3 separate regions of the Sus scrofa genome follow, and all the other regions are linked to region 1. The links are chromatin contacts, called in public Hi-C maps. All regions are on one chromosome and are shown on one strand. The core of a region is the stretch at or near the end of the contact, and the rest is flanking DNA. Distances in the headings are between cores, read along the strand shown. Region 1 overlaps FBXW7 (F-box/WD repeat-containing protein 7). Region 2 has its middle 310 kb from the start of GATB. Region 3 has its middle 160 kb from the start of GATB.

The links. A called contact is a pair of places that touch in the nucleus more often than the background predicts.
Region 2: a Hi-C map of heart right ventricle shows a contact between it and region 1, with 4 times the contacts expected there. The contact joins two enhancer-like sites. A contact is called at or near these places in 2 of 47 Hi-C or Micro-C datasets (embryonic fibroblasts and heart right ventricle).
Region 3: a contact with region 1 is called in a Hi-C map of heart right ventricle, with 4 times the contacts expected there. The contact joins two enhancer-like sites. A contact is called at or near these places in 3 of 47 Hi-C or Micro-C datasets (epiblast stem cells, fetal heart ventricle and heart right ventricle) and 1 of 2 datasets of contacts at active chromatin or transcription factors (skeletal muscle).

What each region holds. Positions count from the first base shown.
Region 1 is chr8:76,639,976-76,642,675 of Sscrofa11.1, forward strand. The region is part of intron 2 of FBXW7 (F-box/WD repeat-containing protein 7); the gene reads left to right. Among named protein-coding and RNA genes, the nearest start is that of FBXW7, 160 kb to the left of the region's middle. Within about 2 kb of position 1,311, at least 6 of the 83 cell types and tissues checked have an H3K27ac peak or open chromatin away from gene starts, as enhancers often do.
Region 2 is chr8:76,914,741-76,917,440 of Sscrofa11.1, forward strand. No RefSeq gene overlaps it. Among named protein-coding and RNA genes, the nearest start is that of GATB, 310 kb to the right of the region's middle. Within about 2 kb of position 1,346, at least 5 of the 83 cell types and tissues checked have an H3K27ac peak or open chromatin away from gene starts, as enhancers often do.
Region 3 is chr8:77,058,284-77,060,983 of Sscrofa11.1, forward strand. No RefSeq gene overlaps it. Among named protein-coding and RNA genes, the nearest start is that of GATB, 160 kb to the right of the region's middle. Within about 2 kb of position 1,253, at least 4 of the 83 cell types and tissues checked have an H3K27ac peak or open chromatin away from gene starts, as enhancers often do.

The sequences.
Region 1 (2,700 bases), core at 61-2,560:
ACAAAGTATATAGACTTCTCTATTTTGTAGGCTGTTTCTTTCCAAGTAGTGAGCTAATGTGTGATGATACCCCTTCAACAACTTGACATATCAGAAACTGAAAAACACGTCATTGCCCTCCATCCTTCTCAGATGTTAATCTATTTCATGTTTGCACAAGAAAATAATTTTTAAAATTGGGAAAAACTCTTTTTTTTTTTTTTTTGCTATTTCTTGGGCCGCTCCTGCGACATATGGAGGTTCCCAGGCTAGGGGTCTAATCGGAGCTGTGGCCGCCAGCCTACGCCAGAGCCACAGCAACGCAGGATCCGAGCCGCGTCTGCAACCTACACCACAGCTCACGGCAATGCCGGATCGCTAACCCACTGAACAAGGGCAGGGACCAAACCCGCAACCTCATGGTTCCTAGTCGGATTCGTTAACCACTGCACCACGACGGGAACTCCCGAAAAACTCTTTAAAATAGTTGTCATAACTATAGCTCTGGAAATGTTTTCAGGAAATTTATTTACCTTGCTATCTAATATAATATTAGTACTTGGTAGTCTAATTTAATATTATGTTAAAATAATGTGTAATGTTATGTTAAAAGTATCCAAAGATACTTTGGACTTAATACTAACAACACTAAAGAAATAGCAGTCCGGCCTGTAACCAGTAACCTTCAAGTGTTTTCAGTATTAAGGTCCTAATAGGGTGTGTAAGTCCTATAGGTAATTCTTGATACCAGAAATATTTGAGAATATTAGTTGACTGTATAACTTTTTATTCTAAAAGGAGTAATCATCCTTTAAAGGAAGAGAAAATTTGTATGAAAAACTTAGTCTATAAAATCACTGGAAATTTGGTTTATTTTTCTCTGAAATTGGAATGCCTAGTTATGGTAATAGTGTATTTCCTAAATCCTACGATACATTCTTCTTCTACATTTTAAACATATCTAAAATAGGAATAAATCTTGATGGAATTTTTTAGCTTATCTGGCAGCATTTTTTTCTAGTGATAAGAGAAATAATATCTTAAAACTAATAGCATGCTGAAAGAAAATTCACTTTAATGTTTCTATCTCATTTATTAACTTTTTATTTGGCGACTTTGAAGCATTTAGAATATTCTGGTAAAGTTATTCTTCAGGGTTGCCATTTTGGTAGAAATTTCCAAATGATAGGCAATCAGTGCTTTGTATAGAGATTTTAGATATCTGATTGACTCTGCTGGTTTACAGACAAACACGTTTTTAGAGTGCCTTATATATTCTTGGCCTTGAACCATGTACTGATTGTGTAACGTAAGCAGCAGCAGCAGCACAGCTGACTCAGAAAGTGGGGTCGAGCTGCTGGTCAGAGCGGCAGAGAGGCCGTGGGTACAGTGTGGTACAGGGCCCTGTTCACCTGAAACCCAGGAGCTCAGGCAGTGATGTTGAAAACAGTTTTGTAGTGATCACATTCCATATCAAGATCTGTTTAAAATACCGTATTTAAAATCATTTACTCTAAAGTGAAAGTAGAAATAAAATTAGATTATTTGTGACATTTGAGAAAATATTTGCATTAATACCACTCTTGTGTATTGTTATCATTGAGAGTTAGCTTAAATCAGGGGTCCACAAACTTTTTCTACAAAGGGCCCACAACTATTGTAGGCTTTGTGGACTAGATAGTCAGTTAAAACTACTCAGCTCTGACATTGTAGCATGAAAGCAGCTGTAGGCAATACTTAAATGAGTGGGTGAATGGACATGACTGCATTTTAATAAAACTTTATGTTATCAGTGAAATACAGGTTTTTATGATTATAGTAATACTATAGTAAATCTTGTGCATATGTCTTTTTGCTTGAATATGTTTCAGCTAATGGTAAATTAGAGACTGTTAGAGCCATAGCCTTCTATTTCTTTTAAAACCCCTCATTGTCTCTTCTAGTTGTTTTGTAGTTATGAGGAGAAAAATTTTTAATATATCTAATCACTGGAATTTTAACCTATTGCTTGTTAATTTCTCTTCTTAATTGATGTACAGTAGTAGTATAATAATGCTATTAATAATTTCTTTCACTTTAAAAAACACCTACTATATATTCTAGGCATTGTTCCACTGTTTTCTGTGTTTTAATTAATTCTTAAATGATTTAAATGCCTGTTAAGTGTTATAAGTTAGGTATTATTATATTCAGTCAGTAGAGGCTCAAACAGGTTACCTCTTCCCAGTTTTCTTGGTAAGTAGTAAAGCTGGTATTTAACCTCAGGACTCTCTTATGCTGTAGGTAGTAGCCTTTCTCTTTCTACTATATTTTGTGACCTTTGTGTGTTTTCTCCCTAAGAACTTTTTCAACTACTGTTACATTCATATTTCGGAGGGTAAGCCTGGGAACCCATCAGAGTTGACATTGTTTCTTTGACAAAATACATTCAAAGATTCAAATAATTGACTTACAGATAACTTTGGCACTATGGCACATTTATAAATTTGGGATTTTTTTTGTGTATAACTGCTTTTAAGAGGCTTCATTTGTGAAGTTATCCAACAGTTTATGACTCTTATTAAAATAATGAGACAGACTTCATTCAAGGGGACTGTCACATAGGGATAAGCACTACTCCAAGGGGGTTTTACAGCGGTGGAAATTAGATTGGGCTCATCAAAGAAAAGTGGGGATTTATAGCCAAGGAGCAGTGTGAGGGTCAGCGGGTGAAAAATCACT
Region 2 (2,700 bases), core at 96-2,595, 270 kb after region 1:
TGTCACTTAGGCTGCTGGTTGGCCTCGAGGTTTCACGGTGTAAATATTAGGAATATGGCCAAAAAAGGCTCCTTGTTGTTCTTCTGGCCTTAGGAGGGGATGAATTTAGAAACCAGTGAAGAATATCTGGAATTCTGTATGTCTTTTTCATTAAGCAGTTTCTCATTTCTTTAGGAGCCCAGAGGCCCTGAAAAAGATTTTCACAACAGTATCATCCCTTTGAAAAAAAGAAACTTCGATGTTGAGAGTAGTTTGATTCTCACCACTTGCAAGGAAGATGGGGAAGAAGCAGAGGCACCTCAAGACATCAGAGCCTGTCCCAGTCCCGCAGCTACTGGTCACCATCCCGGATTCTGCAGGTGACCTGGTTATTGCAATCTTCAGGTGACCCTGTGGCCCCTTGTCCCTTGCTCCTGAAACTCCTAAAGCGAAGACCTAAATCCAGAGATACTTACATTCTTTACTGAGTTGAGAAGAGAGGATTTGGAATACAAGTTCGTAAATCTTCCAGAGCTGTATGTTTCAGCCCCAAATGCCTCTTTGAATGTGCATATTTGCTAATTAAAAGGAAATAAAATTAAAAACCTAGGCCCTCCGTTTCCTTTGTCACAGTTCAAATGCTCAATGGCTGCATGTGGCCAGGGGTCCCATCCTGGGCAGCCCAGAGGTAGAAGGTGTTATCATTCCAGAAAGAGCTATTCCACAGTGCTAGAGCCGTTTTCTCCCTCCCTAGGGATTTGCAAAACAGCAGCATCACTGCATGTCAACTATTCCTTACGATTCCAAAGGGGCGTTCTTTCCGGAGGAGGGGATTTGTGACAGGGGCTCTCAGTGGTGACCCACCCCTGGGCCCACCGGTGTGGGCACCTGCACCTTTGCACCTGGAGCCTCTCGTGCAGTGGCAGAGCCCTGCGATCCACACAGTCAGCCAGCGGCAACCTTGAGTGCCCCAAAGAACTGTTGCCCTGAAACTGTTTGCTTTGTAAGTGGAGCTCCCCTTCCACCATGGCCCATGGCAAGCGGCCCCAAGATGTACCCCACACAGAAGGAGCAAGGGCTCATGGGTGTCTGAAAGGCTCAGCTTGCTCTACATTTGCTACTTTTTATATCGATTTAGAGACAGTCAAGTGTCCAAACAGGGTATCAGGTGCTATGTCATGTCTAACTTCCCAAGGAGGTTCTCTGGGCACGTAAAGATAGACAAACAAAATGCTCTCACTATTGCCTCGCGGTGTCCCCGAAGCCAGCTGACCTTGACTTTTCTTCATTCTCTGCTTCTCTTGGAGGTTTTGGCCGGGGGACAGATCCCTCCTGGCTGCACCCGTGTGGTGCCTTTGAAGCTTAGAACAATCTTTTTTTTTTTTTTCCCTGGTCCCAAAATAGTGCCTCTGTGATTACTCCTGATGCCGTGCTGTCATTAACCCAGGTTTCTGGCTCTGCTTCTTCTTCTCCAGATCACGGCTGGCACACAGAACATTGTGTCTTTTTTTGCCCCTAATTTCACACTTTTGCCCATGTTCTTTGTTCATAATCATAACCACCCTCGTCCTCCATTGCGCTCTTGCCGGGCACCACAAAGAGTGGTGAGGCTTGACAGGTGCCATTTAAAATTAATCTCACCACCTCCACAGCCGCCACCTTGCTCCAGGCCACCATCATCCCAGGACCACTGAAAAGCTTCCTCTCAGGCCTCCTTTCTTTTGCCCTTGCGCCTTTAAGCCCCCTCTCCACCAAGCAGCCAGAAATCGGAGTTAGATCACATGATTCCTCACGCCCTCTTCTGACACAGATCAAGGTCAAAGTCTCTATAATGGTCTACAACACCTGGAGGCATCTGCCCTCCAGCCGTGTCACAGCACATCCTCTCACTCAGCTTTTCTCGCTCTGATCCAGCCACGGTGGCCTCAGGGCCTTTGCACTGGGTGCTCTCTCTGCCAGGTATCCACATGGCTTGCTCTCTCTCCTCCTTCAAGTCTTTCTTTATTCAAGGATCACTTTCCCAGTGAGGGCTGCCCAGTCACTCTATTTAAAATCTCTCTCTCTCTCACACACACACTTTATCTCCACTGCACTATAACAGCATTGACATGGGAGTTACCATTCTGGCTCAGTGGTTAAAGAACCCGACTAGGAACCATGACGTTGCAGGTTTAATCCCTGGCCTCGCTCAGTGGGTTAAGGATCCAGTGTTGCCATGAGCTGTGAGGTAGGCTGGTGGCTTCAGCTCTGATTGGACCCCTAGCCTGGGAACCTCCATATGGCACAGGTGCGGCCCTAAAAAAAAAAAAGAAAAAAAAGAAAAACCCCCAAACCACCACTGACATCATTAACAGGTCATGAATATTACTTACTTATTTGCTTATTGTCATGAATCTTCCCCCACCAAGAATCGAAGCTCCATGGAAACAGGGATTTTTGTCTGTTTTGTTTGCCTGCACCTATTCCCGGCGCCTAGCACAGGCACCTGGCACATAGTAAGGTACTCAAGTATTTTTTTGAATGAGTGGATGGATTTGCATATCTCCTCAGATTATGATTAATTCCTGTTTCATGGGTAGGGACAGTGAAAGTGAAGCAATGCCACAACATGCGTTTCCTGCCATGATGATGACTCACATGCTGTCCCTGTCGTCTGAAGGGGCCCTCCGACCCTGATGCTGCAGCTAGCCCCCGCCCATAGTGTCTCCAGGCAGGAGACTT
Region 3 (2,700 bases), core at 3-2,502, 420 kb after region 1:
GGAACAAACAGACCCCAGAGGCTGGTCACACCTAGTTGGCAGCCGGCTGTTCATCCTGAGCTGCTTCCCGCAATTCTAAGCATCCAGAAAGAGTCAAGGGCACAGGGTGCCAGGAGGAGGGTGGCAAACAGTCTGAATGGCAGCTGAGGTGCAAAACAAAAATGAAAGCTGTTTATTCCATAATTTGTGCCATGGGGGGGGATAATGGCATGGCCAACCATTGATGCCAAGTGTTGTGGTTAAAAATACATTCACCGAGTGCCCACTAGATACTGTGTTACTCGCTGGGAGGAAACAAAAGGTACACCAGACATGATCCTTGTCCGTAGGCAGCCCCCCATCTGGAGAGGGAGGAAGGCACAGGGCACGTGCATTGGGAATTAGCTATCCCTGCGGGGTATAAAATACAGTGGCATCACTGAGAGGAAACACTCTGGAGTAGAGTTCAAATCCCAGTCTGCTTGCACTAGCTGCGACCTGACAGACGCGACTTACTGTCTCATTTGCAAAACACAAGTGATTAGAGTACTTATGATCTCTTGCTCTGAGATCAGAATGTGCTGACAATTGAGACAGATTGAGGTTAATGTGTAGCAAACAGGAAGGATGGGTAAATAAGTTCTGGGTAGAGGTAAGGAACCAGGGCTGTGAGCATGGTATTGAACGTGGCTTAAGTACCTTCTGATACACATGTACACATATCAAGGTCGTGCCCAGCTTCGGTCCACCTGTGATGCTGGGACCCATCTACTTCTCAACTGCTCTACTAGAAAGTTCTTTGATTATCCTACTGAATGCTGTGTGCTATTGTAAGACCCCTTCTCTGGGTGAAGGGAATCAGATCTTTCAAACTCAGATCCGCAGCCTTAGGTGGAGCTGGGTGGCAAAGCTTGCCTTTTCTGTCCCCTAGAATGAGGACATGCACCTGCCAATCAGGGTGTGCCTCCTTTGCCATCAGCAGTGTCCTACTCCAGCTCCCCTGTCTGCCCAGGGGCCACCTCCCTTCCCTCTCCATCTATAAAACCTTGAACTGCACCCCCAGCCAGGTTGCCTCCAGATTTCCCTAGAAATTTCTCTGAGTCCTGGAACGCATGCACGGCAATCCTTGTATTTCCAACCATCCTGGCCAGGTAAGCATGTTGCCTGTCGAACAAAAATAAATGCAGATCTGCAGACCAGCACATGACGTTCTTTATTGTCCCAGCCCTGTCCCCTGCAAGGCATTCGTGACACTTGGCTGGCAGGACCCAGAGCCAGCCAACTGCCACAGATAGAGGTGACTCCAGAATGTCAGCTGTACAGCAGACAGGGTATTTATGGCACAAAGGCTCTGCAGAAGAAAGAGAGAAGGGGAGGGGCAGGGACAGGCCATAAAAGAGGAAGAGGGAAAGTCCTAAAAGTTTCTCTGCGGGCCAGGGCCTGCCTCCCCCCAACCCCTGATTCTGCCCCTATCACCATCAAGGGCCCCAGTGTCCAGATCACCCAGGAGCCCAGGGACCCAGAGCACTCACTCTCCCCTAAGAATTGCCAGGGAAGTTCTCTGGTGGCACAGTGGGTTAAGGATCCAGCATTGTCACTGCTGTGGTACAGGTTTGATCCCTGACCCCAGGAACTTCCACATGCCATAGATACAGCCAAAGGGGAAAGAAAAGCAACAACAACAAAAACAACCTCTCCAAAAGCAGGGTAAAATCACAAATCTTAAAAAAATAAATAAATAAATAAATTTTAAAAAGGATTTGCCAGGAGAGAGAAAATGATCTGTCTGTGGAAAATCCCAGTTTTCTGCCCCAAAGGCGCTCTTTTGGGCATTTCACATTTCAGGTAAAGGTGGACATTCAGAGGATCTCTCACTGCCTCCACGGCCAAAGACAGTTGCCTGGGGATGGGCACACATCCCCCTCCCATTGGGAAGCATGATTTTTGTGTCAAGGTACCAGGGCCTTCTTGGGGAGCTAGTGGAATGCTGCCCCTCTCCCTGTGCAGACCCTCCTAAGGCCCCATGCGGTCTGCTGGCTCCCCACCCTCACCCATCTGCTAGGCTGGCCTGGGGCCCACTTACAAGTTGGTGTGACCCTTGGCCTCAGGCACACATCCAAGGCCACATGGGCTTAGGTGGCGGGTCTGAGTAAGGCCGGAGGTACCATCTGTCCCGCAGGAAGACCGTCTCCCCCGTCAGCCCTAAAGCCTTGGCTGCATATTTCAATCACAGCTGGTAGCTGCTATTTGCCAAAATGAAAGCTACCTGAGCAGTAAGGCAAGGACGCCACATGCTTCGGGGACAACTTAACATTGGACCTGGAAGCTTCAAGGCACAGGAAGATCTCTGAGAAAATACGGTAACAGCAAAATTAATGAAATTAGAACATTACTCGCAAATAAAGAATTGCCGAGACACCCTAAAAACCCAGAAAGATTCCTAAACTTAAGGGTTTAGTCGAAAATCAAAACCACTCAAAGGGCTTTTAAATTCTTCTTCATGGATGATCTATCTGCATTGAAGCCACATGTCTCACCTTTCATCATCTCAGAACCTGCCAAGAATTTTCCTAGAGAAATCGGAAACTCCAATAATCCAGGCAATGTTTGGAAGGCATGGAAGGGAAGCGTCCACCCCCGGGAAGTCACACCTCCACCATCAATGTCTTGTGCCCTGGCCTCTTGCATCCACGCTGCATAGAGCAGCCCCAGAGTCAGGTC